Regions from separate parts of the Zea mays genome. Here region 2 is linked to region 1. The links are chromatin contacts, called in public Hi-C maps. All regions are on one chromosome and are shown on one strand. Each heading gives the region's core, a stretch centred on a gene start, on an enhancer-like site or on the middle of the called end of the contact. The rest is flanking DNA. Distances are from core to core; before and after follow the strand shown.

Evidence for each region. Hi-C and Micro-C count contacts between places; a contact is called where the count stands out from the background.
Region 2: a contact with region 1 is called in a Hi-C map of leaf, with 5 times the contacts expected there. The contact joins the promoter of LOC103639325 here to the promoter of LOC103638597 in region 1. A contact is called at or near these places in 10 of 25 Hi-C or Micro-C datasets (bundle sheath, ear, leaf and 3 more) and 1 of 3 datasets of contacts at active chromatin or transcription factors (leaf).

The regions. Positions count from the first base shown.
Region 1 is chr9:146,668,555-146,673,165 of Zm-B73-REFERENCE-NAM-5.0, forward strand. It overlaps LOC103638597 (coronatine-insensitive protein homolog 2), which reads right to left and starts at 1,793. Exons shown (of 3, transcript XM_020543912.2): 1 at 1-1,793.
Region 2 is chr9:146,918,836-146,923,566 of Zm-B73-REFERENCE-NAM-5.0, forward strand. LOC103639325 (putative serine/threonine-protein kinase) reads right to left here and starts at 2,774. Exons shown (of 7, transcript XM_008662086.4): 1 at 514-2,774; 2 at 109-268. The coding sequence starts at 199.

The DNA of each region.
Region 1 (4,611 bases), core at 543-3,042:
GTGGTGGCCGACATTTTCCGGGGCCCCTTCCTCCTAGGGCTGAGCATTTCAAACCCGTGAACCGAATCCGAACCGAACCCGAACCCGAATAGATCGAATTGGTCGGTTTTTCGGGTTTCGGTTTTCGGGTTCGGTTCACAGATCATATCTATTCGGTTATCGGGTTAGGGTTCGGTTTTTATATCACGTAACCCGAATAGACAAAAAAAAAAACCGAACAGACAGCAGTCATCAGTCAGCCCAATAGCCAATTGGCCCACTTAGCCCAATATCACGTGCCCTGGTCGTTCCTCCGAAGTCCGGTCCTCCCTGTGACCCTGTCTCCCTGACCGCACTACCGCTATACGCCTGTACAGCAGCCGGCAGTTCACTGCTCCTCTCCATTGCTCGACCGCAGTCCACTGCTCCTCTCTGCAGCCAACCCTAGATCCTCTCCACTGCTCGGCCGCCGCCTGCCGCAGCCCGCCGTCCACTGCTCCCGGCGTCGGCTCCACTAATCCCGGCGACCGGCGAGCTGCTCCTGCGTGGGCGCGGCTGCGCTCCAGCTCCAACTCCGGCGTCCGGCTTACTGTTACTGCTACTGCTCCAGCTTCCCCCGCCCGCCCAGGTCCGTGGGCGCGGCTGCGCTCCAGCTCCAACTCCGGCGTCCGGCTTACTGCTACTGCTCCAGCTTCCCCCGCCCGCCCAGGTCCAGCTCCAACTCCGGCGTCCGCTCTAGCTTCGGTGTCCCGCTCCAGTTCGTGTTATTCGGGTTCTATAGGAACCGAATAGACCGAACCGAATTTTTTGGTCTATTTGGGTTCGGTTCCTGTAATTATGGGTTCGGGTTCGGTTCCTATTTTGCAGAACCCGATTTTTGTAAAAACCAAATAGACCGAACCGAATTACCCATATTAACCGAATGCCCATTCCTACTTCCTCCCTCTGGATCTCGTACGTCGCCCACTCCTCCGCTGTCGTCCCGTGATGTGCAGTGCCGTTAGCTCTTCATGAGGCAAAGTGACAAGTTGAAGCATCAAGCTCAACCTTCTGTTGCCGAGCGTCTATTCATACCCTCGAGTTTTATTCGATTTCAGTTTTATTAGTGCAGGCGGTATATAATACGTCTTGCCGTGGCTTTAAAAATGGCAGCTATGCTGAGATAGCAGTAACGTACGAGACATAGTTTGGGCATAACAATTTAAAAGCCCAAAACATTGCACGTTTTCCCTATATTCAAATTCCCTGTCGGTAATTTTTATCCATGCACACGAGTTTAGAAGGACGACGCTGCTGACATGCATCAAACAAGAGAATGAATAACCACTTTCCGGGAAGGGGGTTATAATATTAATTAAAGAACACGAATTACCTGTTTGGAGCGGAAGGATGAAAGCGCGCAGCAATGGGCTTCTTGGCGGATGCGCCGGCCGATCGACGGTTTCCCAGGCACGCGTCGTCGTCGTCGTCGTCGTCGATCAGCTGCTTGGCTCGCCGCAGCCAGCCTCGAACTACAGAGAAAATCCGAGTACGGCCCTCCGCCAGCGGCCGCGCGCCCAGCTACCTGGTCCGGCGAGTCGGCGGCGGCCGGCGGCGCCGCCGGAGAATGCAATCGCCGATCGAGGAGTCCAGTCCATGGGTCGATCGACGAGTCGGCGACCGCCGGACGATGCGATCGAGGAGTCAGTCCGTCGGTCGATCGATCGACGACGGACGGGGCTCCGTCGACCATGGCTAAATGCGGAGAACCGGAAGCATGAAAAAAGGCGGGGGCAGTCGCATTAGCAAGCACGTTTTTGTGCACTCGCTCTCCGGCAACGACCAGGCAGGCGCATGGCCCCTCTTCTTTTGGCAGCGCGCGGTCCAGGGACGCCGAGAGGGGGCGAGAGTGATTTGTGGACGGACGCGGACGCATGCCGCACACGTTCTCGGCTCGGCTCGGCTCTTCCTTCCTAACCGCGGCCGCGACCGACCGCAGAGCTCGGATCGGACCTCGGCGTGCCCCGGCCGGATCCGCTCACGTTTTCTTTGTGCCTGCAGAGACCATGCGTGGTTCTTTGCTGTGGCTGAGAACGGAGCTGGCTCCGTTTCTTTCTCGTACGCTTCAGGCATGAGGCCGAAGCGTGTGCACGTACGGTCCAACGGCGAATACGGGGTTCTTTCTCTAGGCTGTCAGCCGTGAGTGAGAGAGAGGATGGAAAACCTACTTTCAGATCCGACCTCTTTTTAGCAAATTTTTATTTTACTAGACAGCTGAGATCTTATATATTTTTTTAAGACCGCTAGCTGTACTAATACGGAAATGGTAGATGTAAATGCTCACATTCCTAGGTATTTGAGCTGTGCAACTTTTCTCATTGGAGATTATTAGTATTGCAGGAAATGTAAATTAATTGGAAGGCATAGTCTGCAGTCTGCAGACATGGGCATGGCGAAGAGTCTTTTGACCAAGAACGCGTTATGTTCAAGCTAGTGATGATATACTTTGACTAATACATTCTAGTGTGGTAGTGGCAAAGTAAAATAAAACCGCCTTGTCAGTAGTATCAATAAGCGGTTCCTTTCGAAGGAAAAGGAGGCCGAGAGAGAGAGAGAGAGAGAGAGAGAGAGAGAGAGAGAGAGAGAGAGAGAGAGAGAGAGAGAGAGAGAGAGAGAGAGAGAGAGAGAGAGAGAGAGAGAGAGAGAGAGAGAGAGAGAGAGAGAGAGAGAGAGAGAGAGAGAGAGAGAGAGAGAGAGAGAGAGAGAGAGAGAGAGAGAGAGAGAGAGAGAGAGAGAGAGAGAGAGAGAGAGAGAGAGAGAGAGAGAGAGAGAGAGAGAGAGAGAGAGAGAGAGAGAGAGAGAGAGAGAGAGAGAGAGAGAGAGAGAGAGAGAGAGAGAGAGAGAGAGAGAGAGAGAGAGAGAGAGAGAGAGAGAGAGAGAGAGAGAGAGAGAGAGAGAGAGAGAGAGAGAGAGAGAGAGAGAGAGAGAGAGAGAGAGAGAGAGAGAGAGAGAGAGAGAGAGAGAGAGAGAGAGAGAGAGAGAGAGAGAGAGAGAGAGAGAGAGAGAGAGAGAGAGAGAGAGAGAGAGAGAGAGAGAGAGAGAGAGAGAGAGAGAGAGAGAGAGAGAGAGAGAGAGAGAGAGAGAGAGAGAGAGAGAGAGAGAGATAGAGAGAGAGAGAGAGAGAGAGAGAGAGAGAGAGAGAGAGAGAGAGAGAGAGAGAGAGAGAGAGGGGGGGGGCAATGCGCACCAAAAGAACAAACAATTATAATCGAACAAATCGGACCAAGCCAATCAATCGCACAAACTTTCTGCTTGGCCACATCCCAAATAAAATAATGGGCAGAGAAATGCAGTGGCCAGGTCCCACTTCCATGATTTGCGACCTTTCCGTCCAAGTGCACTAGTATTAATTAACATACGGTATTACTTATATACCAGCAAAAGCTGAGCAAAGTTATAAAGTATGCTGCTGGCACAACCTAGATAATAATCTCACATACGAGTACATCCTTATGCCAGTCACAATCTCACGTACCAGTTGTTAGATCGAGCAGTACTTTAGATGCCCCTTAGTGTTGAAAGCAGCGCACAAGTGAAAAGCTTCAAGTAAGATGGATCAAATAACAATGTCTAAGAACTGACCCCAAAGTGCTAGATTGACAACCCTACTTTTTTTAAGAGATTTCCATTTTTTAAGGATATTAGTTCATCTTCCCTTGAAAAATAGGAATCAATTCTAAAGAATAGAGTTACCAAAGTAGCCATAAAAGATGAATCCACCGTGAGGGGCAAAAGTGTCATGCATCCTGCTGGCTTCCGTGAGGGCCAAAAGTGCCTCATAAGGAACAAAATACATGAGATTATATTAGAAAAAGAAGATAAGATACTAAATGGCAGCTTAATCAATTAAAAGACGTTTATAATCCCATTTTTGCCGAAGCAAATATGTGGGATGGCATTATTTGTGAAGCGCATTGTTTGTATTCCTAAAAATGCAATTGTCTCGATGCTGCCACTTGTATCCCTTTATTATCTACCTGCTCGGCCACTCCACAGACATAGTCCCAACTTCCCAACACCATAAGCATGCACGTTGTCTCAAGACCCTCATATCTCACATGAATTCCAACGGTTCTCTCTCAAATCCTCCTATTCATACTTTCTATTTATCTTTAAATATCTTCTCCTAAAAGCCTATACTAAAAACACCCTAAAACATGAGGGGCCACAGAGGCTTATACTGTTAGGTGTTCAAATGCATGAGAGACCACAAAAGTTTATACTCCTAGGTGCCTCAAAGGCACTAGAGGCTTTGAGGGCTTACACCGTTAGGTGCTCTAAGACATAAGAGACCCCTAAGGCTTATATTCATAGGTACCTCAGAGGCACGAGAGGCTTCGAGGGCTTACATCATTAGATGCTCTAAGACATAAGAGACCCCTAAGACTTATATTCATAGGTGCCTCTAGACATGAGGGGCCATCGTACTGTTGAATATTCTGAGGCGAGAGGGACCCAAAGGGCTTATACTCCTAAGTGCCTTAGAGAATGAGGGGCCTCAAGGGCACCGTTAGGTGCCTCGAGGCATGAGGAGTGTTGGAGCCCATTTTGAGCAGGACGGACGGTCCGGCCCTGAGGCCGGACTGTCCGCGG
Region 2 (4,731 bases), core at 1,524-4,023, 250 kb after region 1:
ATGCAAAGCGACACAAACACAAGTGTTCTTCAATTCGAAGATGAAATGAAGTCACGACACTATTGAGCAGTAGTCTCCTCGAATCATGTGCTCACAGAACGGATGTACCTGAACTGTGAGACGAACCCGCGACGACCTGACAATTCTGATCTTGCCTCGACTTGGAGCCGCCTACCAAGCAGCCGACCGAACTCCCCATGTTCCAAATCGCAATCCCGTTGCCTCCTCCAGAAGTCTATGTGAAGCCAGCTCCAGTTGGAGGTCGCAACTGCGCGGAGGGTGCGAAGTTATCAGTAAATAAAGCTGTAAAAGCTTGTTTACTTTAGCGCGTCGAACTGTCGATAGACGAAGCAATATTGTATACTCTGCTCGTTCGCAACAAGCTACATAAACTGAAAAGGGGGGCGAAATCGAGGACAAAATGAGAAAAATCTTGAAAAACGCATGAGAATAGCTGGATTCGATGCGCCATACCATTCCCCAAAGCAAAGCAGACAAGAATCGGGCACGAACCTGTCGACTGTAGACCGTAGACGTGATCGCTCCCGCAGACCGCAGACAGCAGACAGCTGAAGCTCCGGACTGTATCCTTCCTCTGCTCCCCTCCTTCCCGATCGTCTCGCCTCCGCGTTGGCGTTGGCAACGCCGGCGCTCCGACGCTGCCTGTCCGGGGACAGGGTGGACTAGAGGGGGTAGGAGGCGGCCGATGCCCGGCGGATTTTTAACCGCTCCACTGCCCCGCGTCGCTGTTGCTTTTTTTGCTCGCTTCTGTGGCGACGCGCCTATTCATTGATCATTTTTTAGACCCATGCATAGTGCCGGTTTGAGTCGAATTAGCCGTGACCCTTGATCAGACGCGTTGGATCGGTTTATTCCACATGAATTGCTCGAGGGTCTCGGAGCCTACATCTGACAAATACGCTTGGGCGTACCCGGAATTCGGTTTTAACAGAAAACCAATAATGATGGACTCACAATCAGCGCGTGACGACCATCGTAGAAACGATCCGCACCTAAACTACACGCACGCGGAATAAACCCCCCAAGCGATCCATACATGATTACTAGTACTGTGCCCGTGCGATACGACGGCGCACAGGAACAATAACACACAATCATATATAATGAGTGACTCTATAAATCAATCTTAGTTCACACCTACATTGTCTAGATTGTCTTAGATCAATTGATTATTAGCTGGTAATCTGGTATGTACTGATGTATATTAGTATGTTATATATAATCTTGTCAAATTGTTTCCGTCAGTTCATTACCAAATAAATATCATTAGGTACATCATTGAATTTATTTTCACAATATAATTGTTCAAAGTATCATGAGATTCACCCTTTGAATTTATTTTCATAAGTATTAAGTACTCACGAGAGTAAAATTTTATATGGCTTGTGGCCATACTCAGGCAAGTTTCGTTCCATAAATGGAGGCAAGAACATGGTAGAAACTGTACAGAAACAAGGAACAGGACCATGCCTACATTGTCACATACTACAGTCTACAGTAGATAGCAAAGATCTTGCATACTATTCACATGATGATTTGAAATCTATTATAATATGAGTCTATATGCAAGAAGCAATTAGTTTTACTCTAAGTAGGAGAGACATTCAATATAATATGATTCTATATGCAAGAATCTGCATATTAATGACCCAACATTGCTGCCTTATTTTTTTTCTTTCAGCAACGCCTAAAAACGCTGGTCATATTAATGACACTCATCAACATCTGAAACCGCATAAAAACGCTTGTGAAATCTCTGCGTGTGGGCACTTGAAACAAAAGAACAACAGATTAGTTAATAAGAGAACATGACAGAGTTGAAACCCCAAAACAATGCACGAAGATGGTAGTACGACCGTGCACGCTACTTCCCTCACTAATGGTATAGGCACGAAAGTATATACAACCTATAGTTCGGTTTGTAGTACAAATAATTCATGTATGTTCCTAAGCTAAGTTGATATGAACACTATTCCAGTTTTACTACATAAATATGCATGTAAGAATGAGTAGATGAATAAATGTAATTGCACACATAACATTGAAATGAAAAATATATGAACATGGCTTTGCTGATGTCTAAAGTTGGATAATTTCTTTCGCTCTCACAATATTAGCAAACCTCTCGTGCGTACGGCGATGGAGACCCTGCAGGCCCACAACCTCTCGTGCGCGGCTACCAGCGCGGCGGGCGAGTAGCGGAGCGAGGTAGCGTCGAGGAGGAGGAGCATCATCGCGGCGGCTAGATCGGCCTTCTCCAGTTGCGCTGCATGGTCGCCCGCGACAGCAATTGCCGCCGCTTGCCTGCCTTCAAAGAAGTCCACGCCCTCGTCGCCCTCGACGGCGAGCGCGTCGCCGTTCGTCCTGGAGGATGCGACCGACGAGCGGGTGGAAGGAGACGCGCTCGGCCTCGGCTTCGCCCTCGAAGACCTCCACGCCCTCGTCGTTCTCGACGGTGAGAGCGCCGCCATCGGTGTCGTCCTGGTGGATGCGGCCGTCGAGTCGGTAGGCGTCGTCCTGGCGGAGCATGTCGGCGAGCGGGTAGAAGACACGGATCACTTTGGCGAGCACGATCGTCATGCATGTTATGGCGGGATTTATTTGTTGTTTGTTGGAGAAGATAAGGCTTATCCGATAGCCATAGCGGATTCTTTGTTAGTTCACTGATGGTACGAAGGTTTGTTGCTTCCATTGCGCGCGGATAGCCACGACGGATTGTTTGTTAGGTCACTGATGAAGCGGTTGGTTTGTTGCTTCCATTTTGCGCGGAGGACATAGTCAGAGAGTATACGTGTGTGAGAGGAGGCATCACGTTCGTGAACGACGTGACAACTGTAGGCTGATTTAGAATAAATGGAAAGGGGGTTTTTGTAAAATTTTGACGCACGACGACCGTTGAAACTGGTGCTTTAAGTATAGTATAGACTTGAGGGCTTAGGGCTACATCTAACCTATGCGTTTGCGTGCACCGAGGATTCGGACCTTAAGGAAAAGCCTCTACACAACTCTAGTTACACGAAGACTCACGAATTGTTGTCGGGTACTTGGAAACATGGTACCTGAAATAGGTCCATAACCTCATTTCGGCTCGTTTGTCGATCAGATCCTCTGCCGGACAGCCCTACAAGGAGCGACTGACCAAGTCCCCGTCGAGCAAACCTACAAGGCAGAGCGACCAAACAAGTCCTCGTCGAGCATGCATGCCTACATGGCGGACGACCGACTAAGTCCACACCGAGCAAGCCTACGAAATAGAGCGGTCGATCAAGTCCCCCCGAGCAAGCCTGCAAGGCAGAGCGGTCGATCAAGTCCTAGCCAAACAACTCGACGAGGCGGAGGTCCCAGTCCAAGTAAAATTATCCCGCGTCATCTACGACAAGACGTGTCATCAACATGCCACGTTTGAACATATGTGCAGCATACCAAAGGGCCATCGGGAGGACTATCGACACAACTGTACGCCCCACGTACGGTCTCAGACGTGTCCCCACTGCCCTATGGGGTAAGTCAACCTTAGTCGTGGAAGAACCTCAGCACCGGAGTCTGTATAGTGCCCCGTGTACCAGAAAAGACGGGACAGTGCACTATACCGAGTATATGCCTACACACCAGCAGGTGATGCAGGGCTCATGACGGCAGAAAGAGTCGTGCAACACACGATCCCACCATGAGAAAAATCCATGGGACCCACCACGCACTACTACAAGGACATCAACAACGGACTCACTACAAGAATTTGTACGACGAACAAATAAGGTGGTACCCCCATACCGGAAGTACGGCTACACACGACACTATGAACGACGTCAGGAACGCTACCTCAACCCGGGGCGATAGATCGCCCTCTTGCTAGTAGAGAACAAGTCTTAACTGAAGTGGACTAAGGCGCAAGCTTGAAACAGTATAATCTCTCTGTTCCAAACTCTATGCTCAAATCCCAGCAATTTACCATTCGGAGTGAGTTTGCGCTAATATCTCCACGAACATATATCTCATTGTCCTTCGGTTTTTGAAACACGATACAACAATTTTCTAAAAAACGATTCTCATATAAACGGAATGAGAAGTGAAGTGTTTAGCGGCCTAAAACCGATTCTGACGGCGCTAGAAGCCGAAACAGGCCCCAAGTATACCCAACCCGGTTCCAAGCACCATAGCCCACACCAGACAATGCTTTACTCGTGGTTTTGTTTGAACTTAGGATCTAATGTTTTAAATATAACATCACCACTAAGTTACAAATACATCTTCATCACGTCTATGAAAAACAAATACAATACCTATAAAAATAATTTTGTTAGAGTACATCATGTGCCATATTGCGTCATAAGACTATCTCCAGCAGTTTATCTATCTATATATTCATATTCAAATTATCTCTACTACTTATTAAGGCGGTAAGGGGTAGGCTGCCATTCTGTGTTCTGCCATTTCCATTCCCCCCTCCCCGCACTGTCTTCCCATTCTCATTCCCGGTTGTCATTCCGTGTTCTGTCATTCCCATTACCCTCTCCCCCCTCCCCGTGCATCCCACGCCTAGCTAAAATTAAATAAAAAAACACAAATGTGGCCCCAATGGGATTCAAACCTGTGACCTCTCAAGCAAATGTGCTCGTAGCTACCACTACACCACATGTGTGTTTATGTCAATATCTGTTACAGTAAAAATATCTACTACATCTCTCTCAAAGCCCACATGCTACCTTTGCA